5 separate regions of the Mus musculus genome follow, and all the other regions are linked to region 2. The links are chromatin contacts, called in public promoter capture Hi-C and targeted proximity ligation maps. All regions are on one chromosome and are shown on one strand. The core of a region is the stretch at or near the end of the contact, and the rest is flanking DNA. Distances in the headings are between cores, read along the strand shown.

Region 1 (2,700 bases), core at 36-2,535, 1.4 Mb after region 2:
ATGAGCCTCAGTTCTGGATTTTTAGCAAGACTACTGCAGTCTTTCTTTGCCTCGGTGTCCTCAGTGGCCAGTACTAGTGAGGCCCACAGAACGCCTTGAATTGGGCATTAAGCTACCGGTTCCTCTGTCGTGGAAAGCGCTATCATTAGGAAAAACGTTTTTCCCACATTTGTTGAACCAACAGCACCGTATTAGCCTGCACTTCGAGTTAAGGTGGGACTCAGAAATGAATGTCCCAAACACAGCAGCCTTGGCTACAATCCTGCTTGACTTTTTCCGAATTCTTTTGATTGCCCAGGGGTCAGAGGTTCCTTAGCTCAGCCTTAAGGCTCCCAACACCCGCCAAGTCTCAAAACTGCCTCGGGCGGGCTGCCACTCCCGGGTTCTGACCCTCTTCCGTAGGCCATCACAAGCCCAAGGCCCGACGGTCCACACTCGGACCCTCTTTCAACCCCGGAGTAAGTTGACTGGTGCCTCTAAAGAAAGGGAATGTCAAGAGTCTGCCGGCCGGGAAGCTCTGGGACCGGCCCAGTGCACGCCTCCCGGCTGCGGCTCTAAACCGGGCCGACGGCGTCCGCGCTCACGCGGAAAATTATGCCGGCTCCAGCAGCGCGTAAAATGGATGTGAACCGCACGGAGTGGGATCAGCGCGATCCTCCCTCTCTTGTCTCAACAGGGGTTTCGGCGCGTTGCACAAGGCCGAGCTTGTCTCTTTACGGAGACATCGGGCCCTAATTAGTGCGCACCCCCGCGCGGTCGCCAGGCCTGGGCTCCGCGTCGAACGGGAGATGAGCCTCGGAGGGCGTCTTCGGACCGGCCTGCAGTCTCACCGCCATCGCCGCCGAAACCTGCTTCTAAAGATGCAGCCAGTGCAGCAGCGACAGCAGCCGCCGCGGCTCGCCACCCCACGTTACTTTGATTGACAGCTGAACAAATGTTTCCGCGGTTCGAACGCTCGCACTAGGGAACAGCGGCCAGGGCGAGGCTCCGCCCCGGGCGGGCCGCTGCGCCCCGCCTCCGCCAGCACCAATTCTTTGCAGTTATTGGTCGGAGCTCCACGCCACGCCCTGTCCCCACGTGGGCCTAGCCTGCCCGGCCCCGCCCTCCTGGCTTGCCATTTGTCAGCGGTGAAATGATGGGCAGTAACACAGAACCGCGATTAATGTTCAGCCATCTCCGATTGGTTGATGCGGCGCCCTCGCGCCGCGGGAGGGCGGGGCTCCTGGAGAGCGCCGCGGAGAGCGCGCGGGGCTAGCCGGAGACTGTAGTCAATCTGGAGGCATCCTTGGCCACAGTAGCCGCGCGAGGACTACATCTCCCGGGATGCTCCTTGGGCCCTCCGCGGATGGTCGTGAATATGTATCAGAATGTTAATGATTAGCTGCTGCTAAATTTGGTCAAAGAAGTCACCTACACAGAGCGCGTTGTTAGAGCTGTTCCGAGCGGGCGTTCGGCTGTTGGCTGCCTTCTTCCCCCTCTTACACACTCGTGTATTATTTTGAGGTGGTGTTCGCAGAGTTTGAAAGAGAATTTTAAAAAGCCGCAAGCGTTTCGCTCTTTTATTTTTATAATCCCCTTCAATTTGGGGCTAAAAAAACAGGAAGGAAGAAAAGGAAATGAAATGTGGTAAAAGAAGCTAAAAGGTGCCTTTTAAAAGATCGTTGCTGTGAAGTGAAAAAAAATCTCCAGAGAACCCCCAAGCGCCGCGAGACCTCTTCCGAACCAAAGGAGTTTGCGCTCGCTCTCAGGGAAGAAGCGACCATTCATTCCGAGGAATAGCAGCCAATTAAAAGACAAATAAAAAAAGTTTGGAGTGGGGCGCGAGCAGGCGGGCGGCGCTCGGCGGGCGCGGGGCTCGGCGGGCGCAGGACGGACGGTGCCCGCCGCCCTCAGTGACGCCCGCGGGGAATGCGGAGCCGGCCGCCCGCGCCCAGCCGCCGCGCCTGCCTGCCGCCCGCGTCACGCGAGACCCGCAGGCCCGGGACGCCGCCGCGGGGCCCTCGAAGCGGATGAGCCGCGCGCCTCTGCCTGGCGCAGCCAACTAAAGCGGCGTGGATGATTCGCGACCTGAGCAAGATGTACCCGCAGACGCGCCACCCGGTGAGTGGCGCCGCGCCCGCAGCCCTGTCCGCGGCCGGCCGCTCCGAGGGTGCGGGAGGCGACCGACTTGTAGCCATTTTCTTATTGTTGTCTCTGAAGCCCCGGGAAGCAGCGCGCCGCCGCTCTCCGCCCGCGCGGCTCTCCCGAGGGGGGCGAGCCGGGCGGCGCGAGTCTGCGGGGTGGAGGGCGCCGGCGGCCACAGGCCGGACTCGCTCTGCTAGCTGACGGCCGCTCGACGCCATGGCGCGGCTGCCTCCGACGGGCCACTTTCGATTCCGGGTAGGGAGGGATGGGAGAGCCGGGCCGGGGGCTCGGGGGTTTGGGGGGTGACGGGGGGAGGCGGAAGCCAGGCTGAGAAGCTGAGCCGAGGGAGGCCGCCCGGAGGCACCGGGACCCCAGCAGGCGAGCGAGAGGCGGGAGCGGCGCGACCAACCCCCCCACGTCTCGGACCGCGGGCTGTCCACCCCCCACCTGCGATGTGGGCTAATTAAATATTTTATTGTTGTTCTTTAGGCACCGCATCAGCCTGCTCAACCCTTCAAATTTACAATTTCAGAATCCTGTGATCGGATTAAGGAAGAGTTTCAGTTTTTACAGGCT
Region 2 (2,700 bases), core at 31-2,530:
TTAGCCTGTCATTCATAATGTCTCTTGAATATAGTATGCCTTATAAACAGAAAATCAAACTCATACCTCAGGAATTTATAAATGTGCTTTAAAGTATTTCAGAGAAATGGCTTAGCACTTAGGTGCACTTAACTGCCCTTCCAGAGGACTGGGTTCCATTCCCAGCACCTATGGTGGGTGGGTCACAAATGTCTCAAATGCCTATAACTTCAGGTCCAAGGCATCTGACGCCCCTTTCTGATATCCCTAAGCACTGTGTACACGTGTCACTCACACACACACACACACACACTGAATAAAAATATAAGCAAATCTTTTACAAATGTAACTGAAATGGTGGCTAGAGACAGCTCTTCTTTCAGAGGCTCTGAGTCTGGTTCCCAGCACCTACACTGACTGGCTCACTACCACCTGTAACACCAGTTCCAGAGGATCTGATGCCTTCTTCTGGTCACTCTGGACACTTGCACACAGATAGCATACAGGCACGTACCCATAAATAAATCCTTAAAAAGAATAAAACAGACTGATGTATTTATTACCCAGAGTTCACTTTGTTTCTGCTCAAAGTAATTCATTTTAATGCATAACTAAATAACATGACATAGGGAATAAAATAGCTCAACTTAACCACTGCTGAGTGAATCCCAAGTTCACTTTCCATAGCTATTATGCTCAATGTTACTAACTCTGTTAAAATCATTAATAATAAAACCGTAATGAAATTATGGTCTCTCTGTGATACAGGAGTCGTCTTCGAGTTTATTTAGAGTACTAACATTGAAAACTAGTAAGAGTTCGAGGCCAACCTAGTCTACAAAGTGAGTTCCAGGACAGCCAGGACTGTTATACAGAGAAACGTTGTCTCAAACAACACATAGAGAGATAGAGAGGGAGAGAAATATCCACCATCAATGGAGGATACTAAGCTAAACTCTAGCTTTGCCTAACCCAAAGAAGAGAGGAAGGAAGCCACCTGGTTTGCATACGTGTTGGGAAATTCTTCTTGTGACTTCTCTCGGTGAGGAAGCATAAACAGTTGAGCGCTTCTAACAGTCTTCTCGAGGCTAAACCCGCTTCTCAGTTCTCAGGTCAAGCCCGGTTCTCAGGTCGTCACTCCATTGCACCTCACTTTTGGTACCCAGAGGCGCGCTCACTGCAGAGCATCTACTCGCCTCCAGCTGATGGCGCGTTGGACGTAGCGAGCCCGGGTGGGCGTGGCCCGCGCTCTGACGCACAGCGAGCGCGCCGACGCATGCGCACGTCGCCCGCGGGAGCTCGCCGGTGACTAGAACGGCGGCGGCGGCTCCCAGAGCGGGCGCTAACCGCCCGAGGCGTGGCGGGAGGCGGCGCGGGGCGGCTGGTGGAGGTCCCCGGGGTTGCCGGTCATGATCGACTCGGTGAAGCTCCGGCGCGACTGCGCGGCCGACTTCTTCTCGCACTACGAGTACCTGTGCGCGCTGCAGGACTCCGTGCCGCTGCCCGCCGTGCGCGCCTGCCTGCGGGACGGCGTGCTGGACTTCAATGCCGACCGGCTGCGCGCGGTGGACTGGGCACCGCTGCTCAGCACGCTCAGGGTGAACCGCGACCTGCCGCTGGTGGCCATCAAGAGCTCCTTCCAGCCGTGGCTCGGGGAAACAGTTCTGCGGTCCGGAGGTGCGAGGGTTTGGTCGGAGAAGTGGGAGCCCGGTGCAGGATCAGCCTGCGAAGCGGCCTCCACCTAGCCACAAAGGAGTTTTTGCCGCCGCCTCCCTTGCAGGTTGCCGCCTCGGTCCGTTGTCTGGAGTAGTCAAGCTAGGGAGTAGAACTCGACACTGCCCCTTATTACAGCGAGGATGACCAACTCTGCACCCCGAGGGGAATATGCGTGATAATTTAGCAAATGGTCCCTGCCCTCTCTTCTTTTAGGGGTTTAAATGTACAATCTCCCTTCATTCGTAATTGCAAGTTTAATACAGAAAAGGAGAAGGTTAAAGATGGAAAGAAAAAAATGTATAACAAAAAAATAATCAGGGACGTCTTTTTTGATTTTTAGAAAAATATTTGAGGGTTTTGCCTTCGCGTGTGTATGTGCACTATGTGTGTGCAGTGCCTGCGGAGTACAGAAAAGGGGGTAAGAGGTCGGAGTCCATATGTGAACCACCATATGGATGCTGGGAACCGAACTCGCATCCTTTGCAAGAGCAGCAAGTATGTCCAACCATTGAGCCATCTCTCCAGCCCAAGGGACTATTATTATTTGTTTCTTTTATTTATTTATTTATTTATTTATTTATTTATTTATTTATTTATTTATTTATTTATTTGAGAGACAGGGTTTCTCTGTGTAGCCCTGGCTATCTTGGAACTCACTCTGTAGACCAGGCTGGCCTTGAACTCAGAGTCTGGCCTGCCTCTGCCTCTCGAGTGCTGGGATTGAAGGCGTGCGCCACCACTGCCCGACTGGAACTATTATTTTTGACGAACCCGTTGTAAAACAGTTGACTCTGGTTATTTGCAGATAACGTATTTACAAGTTCCTTTCATTTGAATTTTTGTAACTCCCAGCCAAGTCTTTGTGGTGCTTCTATGGTCATTCATGAACACCCGCCCAGAAGCCAAAAAAAAAAAATTACCATCCAATATATATGTTCCTTACTGATTTGCATATTTGTGTGTTTGTGTATCTTAGTATTGGCGTATGTGCACACTCAGAAACAA
Region 3 (2,700 bases), core at 196-2,695, 1.3 Mb after region 2:
CTAACCCTAAATAAAATAATCTCTTCTAATCCTGGGTACTTAACACACCCCTCACCTTCCTTCCCAAATTATACACTTTTGGTCTCATTTGTTCAGCTTCTCTGTTTGCATTTGAAAGCATTTCCTGTTTGTCATGGATAAAATGTCATGGTGAAGTGATGTTACGAATGAGATTATAAGTGAACCATCATCGTGTGAAAACATGATTTCCACGCTTACCTGGCCAAATCCTTGGAAAGGCTCACCATAACTGAGTCTGATTCCTTAGTAATGACTAAAAATAACAACAGAATTTTGTCACTAGATCCTACCTTTCATTAGTACTTGGCTGATTTTTCCATTTAGACAATAATACATTGGATGTGACTCCATGTCTCCCATACATACCAAAATCTAAGGATGCCCAAGTCCCTGTTTACAAGATAGTATACCTTTTCCATATATTTTTGTATATCTCCCCATGCTTTGGATTATCTCTAGATTACTTCTAGTACCAAATGGGATATTACGCCAGTCTTTGCTATGATACAGTATTTAAAGAATGATGATATGAAGAACAGCTTGTAATAGGTCTTACAGCAAATTCTTGCCATTGTTGATTCAAGATTGGTTGAGTCCCACAAAATCAGGCCCTGCAGATCCAGAGGGAGATAGTGTTATGATAATTGTCTTCTGAATTACCTCAGTTGAGCCTTCACCTATAATGTAGACTTCATTTTTCTATTTTATAGAGGAGAAATCTGAGACATAGCGGGGCTTCCTTAGCAAGATACCAAGGGTCATGAATCTAACAGGAAGTGGCAGTACAGAGAATCAGATGGGACTCCAGACTCTATGGTCTTCACCACCCTCTCTCCCTTCACAAGAGCACTCAGACAGAAGTAAGTCTCATTGTAGCAAGTTTCCTTAGCAGTCAAACGGTGAAAATCAAGGCTAGGCCCTATTACTTATCTTTCCAAGGACATCCATCCATAAAGAAACCCCTTGACGGCATTGGCAGGGAATCATTTTAAGATTCAAAAATTTGCAGATGAAAATATCCCAGAGTTGGTACCCACTAAAAGATGTGAGTGCAATGACTTCAAACGACCAGCCTGCTGTCTCCAGGTCTGTTTTACTACTGCAAAGAGGAGAGGAAGGGAAGTGGGTGATAGCAGTGATTATCGGGGTTCCTGCTATGTGCATTAAAATAGCCCTTCCCGTCCATCTGCTTCAAACAATTGCCTGTTAGATCCCAACCTTCCGTGGTTACCGAGTGGGAATGAATGGAAATGTTTTGCAAAGGGGTACATAACACACAAATGCAACTGGCTGAAAGGCTGATTAAAAATTCTGTGTTTTACAGAAGGTCATTCTCCTTTTCTTCTTTGTAGGACTGTGTGTTTGCACTTGGCAGACATGCACACTGTGGCCATTATCCCTGCTCTGGGGCAGCAACCATTGGGTTTGGAGTGACTAAGAAAGAAAGTGCTTAAAGCTGAGCTCTTGGTGGTCTGTTTAACCTTTTGGCTGAGTCCAGTTGCCCTGCTGACACCTAAATGGACTCAAGAGAAGCCAGAAAGCTTTGTGAATATGCAGGACTTTCCTCAGAGGGCCACAATAGGCCTCCATGACTAAAAGAAAATTAGGTTCCTCAGCAGCAAACTGCCCTCTAGGGGAGGGCGGGGCGGGGGGGGGGGGGAGCAGATTCCAGAGGAGAGAAGGGGAGAGAAAGCAATACATTTCAAACTGTTCTTCCTAATTATAATCAAAACTAGAGCCGTAAATGACAGCAGACTTTTAGATTCTGCTTGCTTGCCTGGTAGTCATCTTCCAGCCCATGGTCTCTGTACGTGTTTATTTTTTTTAACTGCCGTGGGATCTTTGGAGCATCTCGGGTGTGCTGGGCCACTCTTGCGTGTTTGTACGGCTCCAGCTTGGTGCAGTGGCTGACCTGACTGGATCGTGCACTGCTTTGATCACTTAAAAATGAAAGCCGTTTTTATTGCAAATTGTACTGGAATGATTTCAAAACTAAACAAACCACAAGGGCTTGTTCTGTTTATTCTTTATTACTCGCACATTTAAAGGAACACAAAGGCTCTCGTTCCCTCACGCCCTCAAAGAAGGATGTTTAGGACATTATTTTGAAACCACCCTCTCTTTTCACATGTCAGGCCAAATCCTGGTGAGGGTGCTTCTGAAATGGGTCAACAGGTTGGCATTCTCCATATGTACAGGACATCTTGAGTGTCTTCACTATGTCCTTGCCTGGGTCTGGGTTACAAATCTGGGAGAATCTGTCTAAAATCTAGCACTGTATGGTCATGTATCATTGGGTACAATAGATAAACTCTGATTTTTCCCTTACACATAAAGTGGTGGTTAAAGCCCTGTCTTGTTTAATGTAGGTTTTAAAGGAAAATAAATAGATGTGATTTTTTTTTTTTTTTTTTTTTTTTTTTTGAGACAGGGTTTCTCTGTATAGTCCTGGCTGTCCTGGAACTTACTTTGTAGACCAGGCTGGCCTCGAACTCAGAAATCCACCTGCCTCTGCCTCCCAAATGCTGGGATTAAAGGCGTGCACCACCACGCCCTGCTCTAGATGTGATTTTTATTTGTAGTGTTATTTTCAACTTCCAAATGAGGAAAATGGACTCAAATACCCATTCAGCTATTCACAGATTAACACAGGTTAGGGTGCAAAGACCAGCCCTGCTC
Region 4 (2,700 bases), core at 93-2,592, 1.7 Mb after region 2:
CAATCTAGGTGGGCAAGGCAGACATCAACTATACAGATAACTAAGTTACAATGATTTTAGGTGCCAGTAAACACTGTATAGGGAATTAAAATGGTCCTTAGAGTAGATAGCAGACAGCTTCTTCCTGTTTAGTCACACAGTTTCCAAGTCTACCCAGATGTTTTGATTTAGATAAAAAGCAAATGACCAGAACAAAAATATCTTGTGAAACTAAGTCATGGTGGCCAAGGTAGGGGAAGAATGGGGGGAGAGATTTTTAGTGTTTTGTGTGTGTGTGTGTGTGTGTGTGTGTGTGTGTATGTATGTATGTATGTATGTATGTTCAAAACTGGGGCGGGTGGCATGAGGTGAATGCATTTGGGAAGAAGAAGGAAGGCCCAATGTCTGAAAAGTGATGTGTAGTATGAGAGGAGTTCTAGAGATGGGCCTAGGCCAGTGAAGTGGGCAAAGGTGGCTTTCTCATCAACAGGGAAAGTTTCTACAGGAGAGCATTGGGATGCCAAGGCTAGAGATCCAGGCCCCATGGAACAGTATCCAGACCACTGTGCTTCACACTCACCAGCTCACCATTCTCTCTCTCTCTCTCTCTCTCTCTCTCCCTCCCATCTGTCCCCATTTGTCTTTGTCTCTCACAGGTCTTAAGCATTCTGGGGGGAGTGTAAAACTGTTAACTTCACTCCTCCCCACTCATTTTATCTAAAATTTTTATTGTATTTTATATTCTGAGTTCTATTATTATATTCTCATTTCTCATCTGGTAGGCTGGACACCCTAGCCCTGGCTTTTCCCTGTGGTTTTGCAAATTCCTGGCTTGCCCTACACTTACCCTCATTTGAGAGGCTTTAGGATGCAGGCTACACTGATTTAGTTTAAATGTAACGGTATTTCTAAGTGTGGATTAACCTTGCTTACTGGAGCTCTGATCTAGTGGGGATAGAGCAGCTGTAGGAATCCACGGAGAGAGAAATTTTGACCGTGGGTGGTGTAAAGGATAAGCAGAAGACCAAAAAATGTGTTGAAAGGGGGAGATGACAGGCTCCCCAAAGCAAATTTTACCCATGCCTTTATTTTTGTAATGTATTCTCGAGAGAGCTGTGTATTCTCATCAGAAGATAAGTTCTACAAGCTGGAGTGCCACCTTACTCAGAATGCTGCCAGGCATACAGTAGTTGCTCAGGAGCCATCAATAGAATGAGTAAAGAGACTATCGAATGATTAAAACTAACAAGGCCTTGAGACAGTGTCCAGACCTGAGACTCTTTTAGAAGAGGAAGAAAAAAAATTACAATGAATAAAGATGTCACTCAGAAATGGTTTTGGAATATTGTTATTGACATCTGGGCTATCGTGTGAGAAAGAGGATGTGGGAAGGAGTTAGAAGGGGGAACTGATATTAAATTAGAGATTCATAGGTTAAAAAGAAAAGAAAATTAGAAAAAGGGAAACAATGGGTTTAGTTTAAAAATAAGTACAAAATTGACGTAGATTGAGCATATTTGATCAGACTATAAAAGTGTTTCCTAATTACCAATGACAAAGAAACCCCTTGAAAGGAAGCTTTATGAAGCTCTGTTCAGTCGGGTTCAGAGCCTCGTGGGATCACTTGAGTGATGACTGTGTGGGTGTTACTCCCAGGAGATTATCATTTTCTTTCTGAATTCATTTCCTTCAGCAGAAATGAGAGCCTGTCTCACTCGCAGGGGGCTCTTATTTAATGCGTAGGAGCCTTGCTCAGGGCTCAGGAAATCATGGGGCTCAGAGTCAGTGCAACAAGGCATAGGGGGCCCATACTGACTGCAGGGCAGAAAGGTCAGTCATCATCCACAAGGGACCAGAAGATGCCTAGTCAAGAAGACGATGCCGTACACTGAACTTGTGTTTCCACTATTTGCTTTTCTGTGCCCTCTTTCCTCTTTGACTTATGGAAGACTGCTTCCTCTTTGCTAGAGTGAGCCTTAGTGCTCTACACTCTATTCTCTATACTCAATTATAATGTGAATAATTCAAGTAACAATTAGCAAGCACGAATTATTACCATGCAGTTTATTCTTGTGTTCATTCATTCTAGCACTTACTCATTCAAGCATTATTGAACAGCTTTTAAACACAGGACAGTGTAGTAAGTTAGTATTAGGGGACACTAACATGTCCTGGGGCATAAACATGTCAGGTGCATTGAGGAAGAGTAGTGCCTGGTAGGGGACAAAAGTGGCCATTCTGTCAGTTACTGAGCTGGGTCCTTGAACTGTGATTCCTAATTTCATAAAGGCTTTTAAGACAGAAACTTGCAAGCAGCTGCTCAGAGGATAAACTGATGTGGCTTCCTTATGGCCACAGGCTTGGTAAGGAAGGATATAACTGTGTTTATGTGTTTACAACATGGGTTGGTTTGGTTCCTCAATTACATTTATGCTGTTACCCACAGATCCTCTCATCATGGCTTCCTTTCAAGGGGTTTCTTTGTCATTGGTAATTAGGAAACACTTTTATAGTCTGATCAAATATGCTTAATCAGCGTCAATCAATGAGAATTGTGCTGTGAGTGCTATTGGGCTAGAGGAACCTACCTTTTCATGTGCTTACCAGTGGATTTGTAGAGCACCACCAGAGTTCAATAAAGCTTTGTTGGAAGGAGGGCTTTTTTTAAAGGTATGAATGAAGTTGGAGACCCCCTCCCCCACATACTCTGTAGAACCTGTC
Region 5 (2,700 bases), core at 13-2,512, 1.1 Mb after region 2:
GGACGCATGTTGGAATTATATGAAAGAAGATGGTCTGAAGAGCGTTCTGACATGGCTTTCCAGTTTGTTTTGTGTCTTGACCTCTTAATCCCTTGTAGTCTCCTGTCTACAAAGTGAGGTAGGCTGTTTTCTAATGTGGTAAATTATAATGTACCCCGGTAGTGTTAGGGAGTTGATTACCAGGATCTAGAATGTTCTCATTCAAGCACAGTTAGATAATAAAACATGGAGAAAAAAAGGAAAAGAAGATACCATCAGGATCAGAGGACAGGGAAAAGGCTGCTGTTTGTGGGACCAGCATCCAGGCAAGGCAGATGAGCAAGGGACTGCCCCCATGCCATTCCAATCAGCCATGCCTTTCACATCACTGCTGGCTTTGTTGTCCAAATGTTAATAGATTTCCAGAGAGAGAATTCTTCTAGTTATTCATTTCTGAAAAATTACAGAATAATGGTTTACAATGTATTGTGGTAATTGCATAGGAAGCTAACTGCTATTTTTCTTAATAAGGTTGACCCTTTGAGGCCTGGCATGAAAACATTTCCACAAAAGGATGTGCATGGTCCTGGCAGGGTGGAGGAGGGGCATCTGTCTTGTTTGGTACTTCTGTCTGTCTTCTTTCCTTTTTTTTTTCTTTTCTTTCTGCTGCTATGACTTCTGCTACTGTGACTGCTATTTGTTTTTGTAATTGTTCTTCAAAGGCTTCCGGCAAGAAAGCTGTTCTAATTGTGCAAATCACAGAACAGCTGATCACAGAAACGGTCTCAAGTCATCTGTGCAACCACTGACTGAACTTTCAAACAAGCTGGGGGCGCTTCCCCCAATCCCCTGAGTCCAGCATCTGACAGTGAACATAAAGCAGCCGCCAAATGAGATACTGAAACAGTTGTGTGTCACTAAGCCAGTGATTTGATCTGAGCAGTCAGCAATCACGCTGCCCTGGGCTGCAGAGAGACTTGCACTGCACTGATGCAGGCTCCCATAGGCAGGCTCCCTGCCTGACTTGTTACCATGGTTTCCAGTGCAGCCTGGTCTAGTGAGAACGTTTGTCTCGTTGAAAGCAGTTAATGCTGGGTTCAAATCTACCCTCTGCAGCTAAAGTGACATGAACCAGGCAAATCACACAGAACTTGTTAAATGAAGCATTTCCTGTTGCCTTAAGATTCCAGTTAAAGCCCAAGAAAGCAGTTGGTACCTCCCACTGCTCATCCATGCAGAGCTAAGAGGTGGCTTTAAATGACTTGATGACTCATAGCTCATCACCACAAATGAGAGCCTAGGGACGAATTGAGGAGAATAATCAGTGTGGTGGGCAGGCATGGGCATCAGAATACTGTTGTCTAAGGAAATTCCTCAGGAGGGGAAGAACAGGATGTTTTCTACTGCTCCAGTTATTCAACAAATTTAGACTGTCCCTATCATGTCCCAAGCATATTCAAAGTACTGCAGACACAGTAGTGAAGACAAGCTATTTTCATGAGTAGCAAAGGCTCTCCTTGAAGGTGCAAGTAAGCTACCAGATTGAAGGGAGGCAGGTTTCTTATCGACAACCCCAGCCACACAGCTACCAGACACTTAGGAGCAGCCAACCCTTCCAGGCTTGAGTATGAAATAGTGTGAGTTTCTCTCTGAGCAAACTGAAGGCTGAAAAGGCATGTGGGTATGAGTTGACCATGCTCAAGGACAGTAGAGCTCCTTAGACCAAGGCATGAAGGATTCCTGCCTTAGACCTTAGACTCTCAAATCCTCTGCTCTTATGAAGGCATTAGTTTTAAGGATGGCGAACACAACATGTTTTATCAAACCATTTTTAACTTGACTTGGATGGTCAAACGGGCTGACTATGCAGTTTGGAGTTTTGTTTATACTTCTGCCTAGGGTCCCACAAATGTGAAAGAGACAGAGAGAGAGGAAAAGACACAGAGAGACAGAGAGAAAGACAGACAGACAGACAGACAGACACACACACACACACACACAGAGTTAGAATTTGGAACAGAAATATAAGGGGAGATTTGGCAGAGAGATAGGAGAATCAAAGTCAGAGGTGAAGTAGTGTCAGGGACAAAGACATGAAGAACACTTTAAACCCTTTCACATGGAATTTGGACATGTGCCTTAAGTGGTATTCAATTGCTAAGAAGCATAAACCAGCACCCTGCCAAATGCCACTGAGGTCTGCCCCCTATTGCTTCTTGTTGATTTAGCCCCAGAGAAAGAAGCACCAACAGAGCAATACTTTTCCTCACAGCTCTTTCCAGAGCCTGAGTAGAGACTGGAGTTGAGAAAGGAGAGAGGTTTTTGAATAAGAGGTTGAAGTTTGGTTAAGATTTAGTTGGATTTGAAAAACCCAGAAATTAGATTATCTGAATATCAAAGAGACTTGAAAAACTACAGGATTGGCAAAGTGTCTCAATGGGCAAGAATAAAAGATTGAACTTCAGGGATGAGAAGGTAGGAGGGAAGTCACAGGAGTCACTGATCTCCCTTCAGCACAAACCATCTCATGGGCAGAAGACAAAAATGCAGGCAGCACACACCAGCTCACACGGATGCTATAAATTAAAGTTGAAATCATCAAAGCAGATTTGTTTTGTCTCATAATGTCAGAGCGATTTTGGTCCATCATGGAAGGGAAAGTTTGGCAAAAGTCTAGTTCATGGTAGCAACAGTGTGTGGTAAAGGCTTTCCGCATTACAA

The links. Promoter capture Hi-C pulls out the DNA fragments that hold promoters and counts their contacts.
Region 1: a promoter capture Hi-C map of pre-B cells shows a contact between it and region 2, with 8 times the contacts expected there. A contact is called at or near these places in 7 of 39 promoter capture datasets (the 3T3-L1 cell line, the C10 cell line, the HPC-7 cell line and 3 more), 1 of 484 Hi-C or Micro-C datasets (large pre-B cells) and 12 of 130 datasets of targeted methods (SST interneurons, astrocytes, cardiomyocytes and 9 more).
Region 3: a contact with region 2 is called in a targeted proximity ligation map of embryonic stem cells, with 4 times the contacts expected there. A contact is called at or near these places in 3 of 39 promoter capture datasets (HPC-7-derived erythroid cells, pre-B cells and second pharyngeal arch cranial neural crest) and 3 of 130 datasets of targeted methods (astrocytes, embryonic stem cells and pancreatic cancer cells).
Region 4: a promoter capture Hi-C map of hippocampal neurons shows a contact between it and region 2, with 7 times the contacts expected there. A contact is called at or near these places in 6 of 39 promoter capture datasets (the 3T3-L1 cell line, the C10 cell line, the HPC-7 cell line and 2 more) and 4 of 130 datasets of targeted methods (astrocytes, embryonic forebrain, forebrain and 1 more).
Region 5: a promoter capture Hi-C map of second pharyngeal arch cranial neural crest shows a contact between it and region 2, with 3 times the contacts expected there. A contact is called at or near these places in 3 of 39 promoter capture datasets (the C10 cell line, hippocampal neurons and second pharyngeal arch cranial neural crest) and 2 of 130 datasets of targeted methods (astrocytes and pro-B cells).

Annotation. Positions count from the first base shown.
Region 1 is chr19:14,596,768-14,599,467 of GRCm38.p6, reverse strand. It overlaps Tle4 (transducin-like enhancer of split 4), which reads left to right and starts at 1,285. Exons shown (of 20, transcript NM_011600.3): 1 at 1,285-2,100; 2 at 2,614-2,700. The coding sequence starts at 2,056.
Region 2 is chr19:15,983,569-15,986,268 of GRCm38.p6, reverse strand. It overlaps Cep78 (centrosomal protein 78), which reads left to right and starts at 1,280. Exons shown (of 15, transcript NM_198019.2): 1 at 1,280-1,656. The coding sequence starts at 1,389. C130060C02Rik (RIKEN cDNA C130060C02 gene) reads right to left here and starts at 1,194. Exons shown (of 3, transcript NR_045355.1): 1 at 977-1,194.
Region 3 is chr19:14,669,671-14,672,370 of GRCm38.p6, reverse strand. No RefSeq gene overlaps it. Among named protein-coding and RNA genes, the nearest start is that of Tle4, 73 kb to the right of the region's middle.
Region 4 is chr19:14,242,688-14,245,387 of GRCm38.p6, reverse strand. No RefSeq gene overlaps it. Among named protein-coding and RNA genes, the nearest start is that of Gm31331, 150 kb to the right of the region's middle.
Region 5 is chr19:14,869,888-14,872,587 of GRCm38.p6, reverse strand. No RefSeq gene overlaps it. Among named protein-coding and RNA genes, the nearest start is that of Tle4, 270 kb to the right of the region's middle.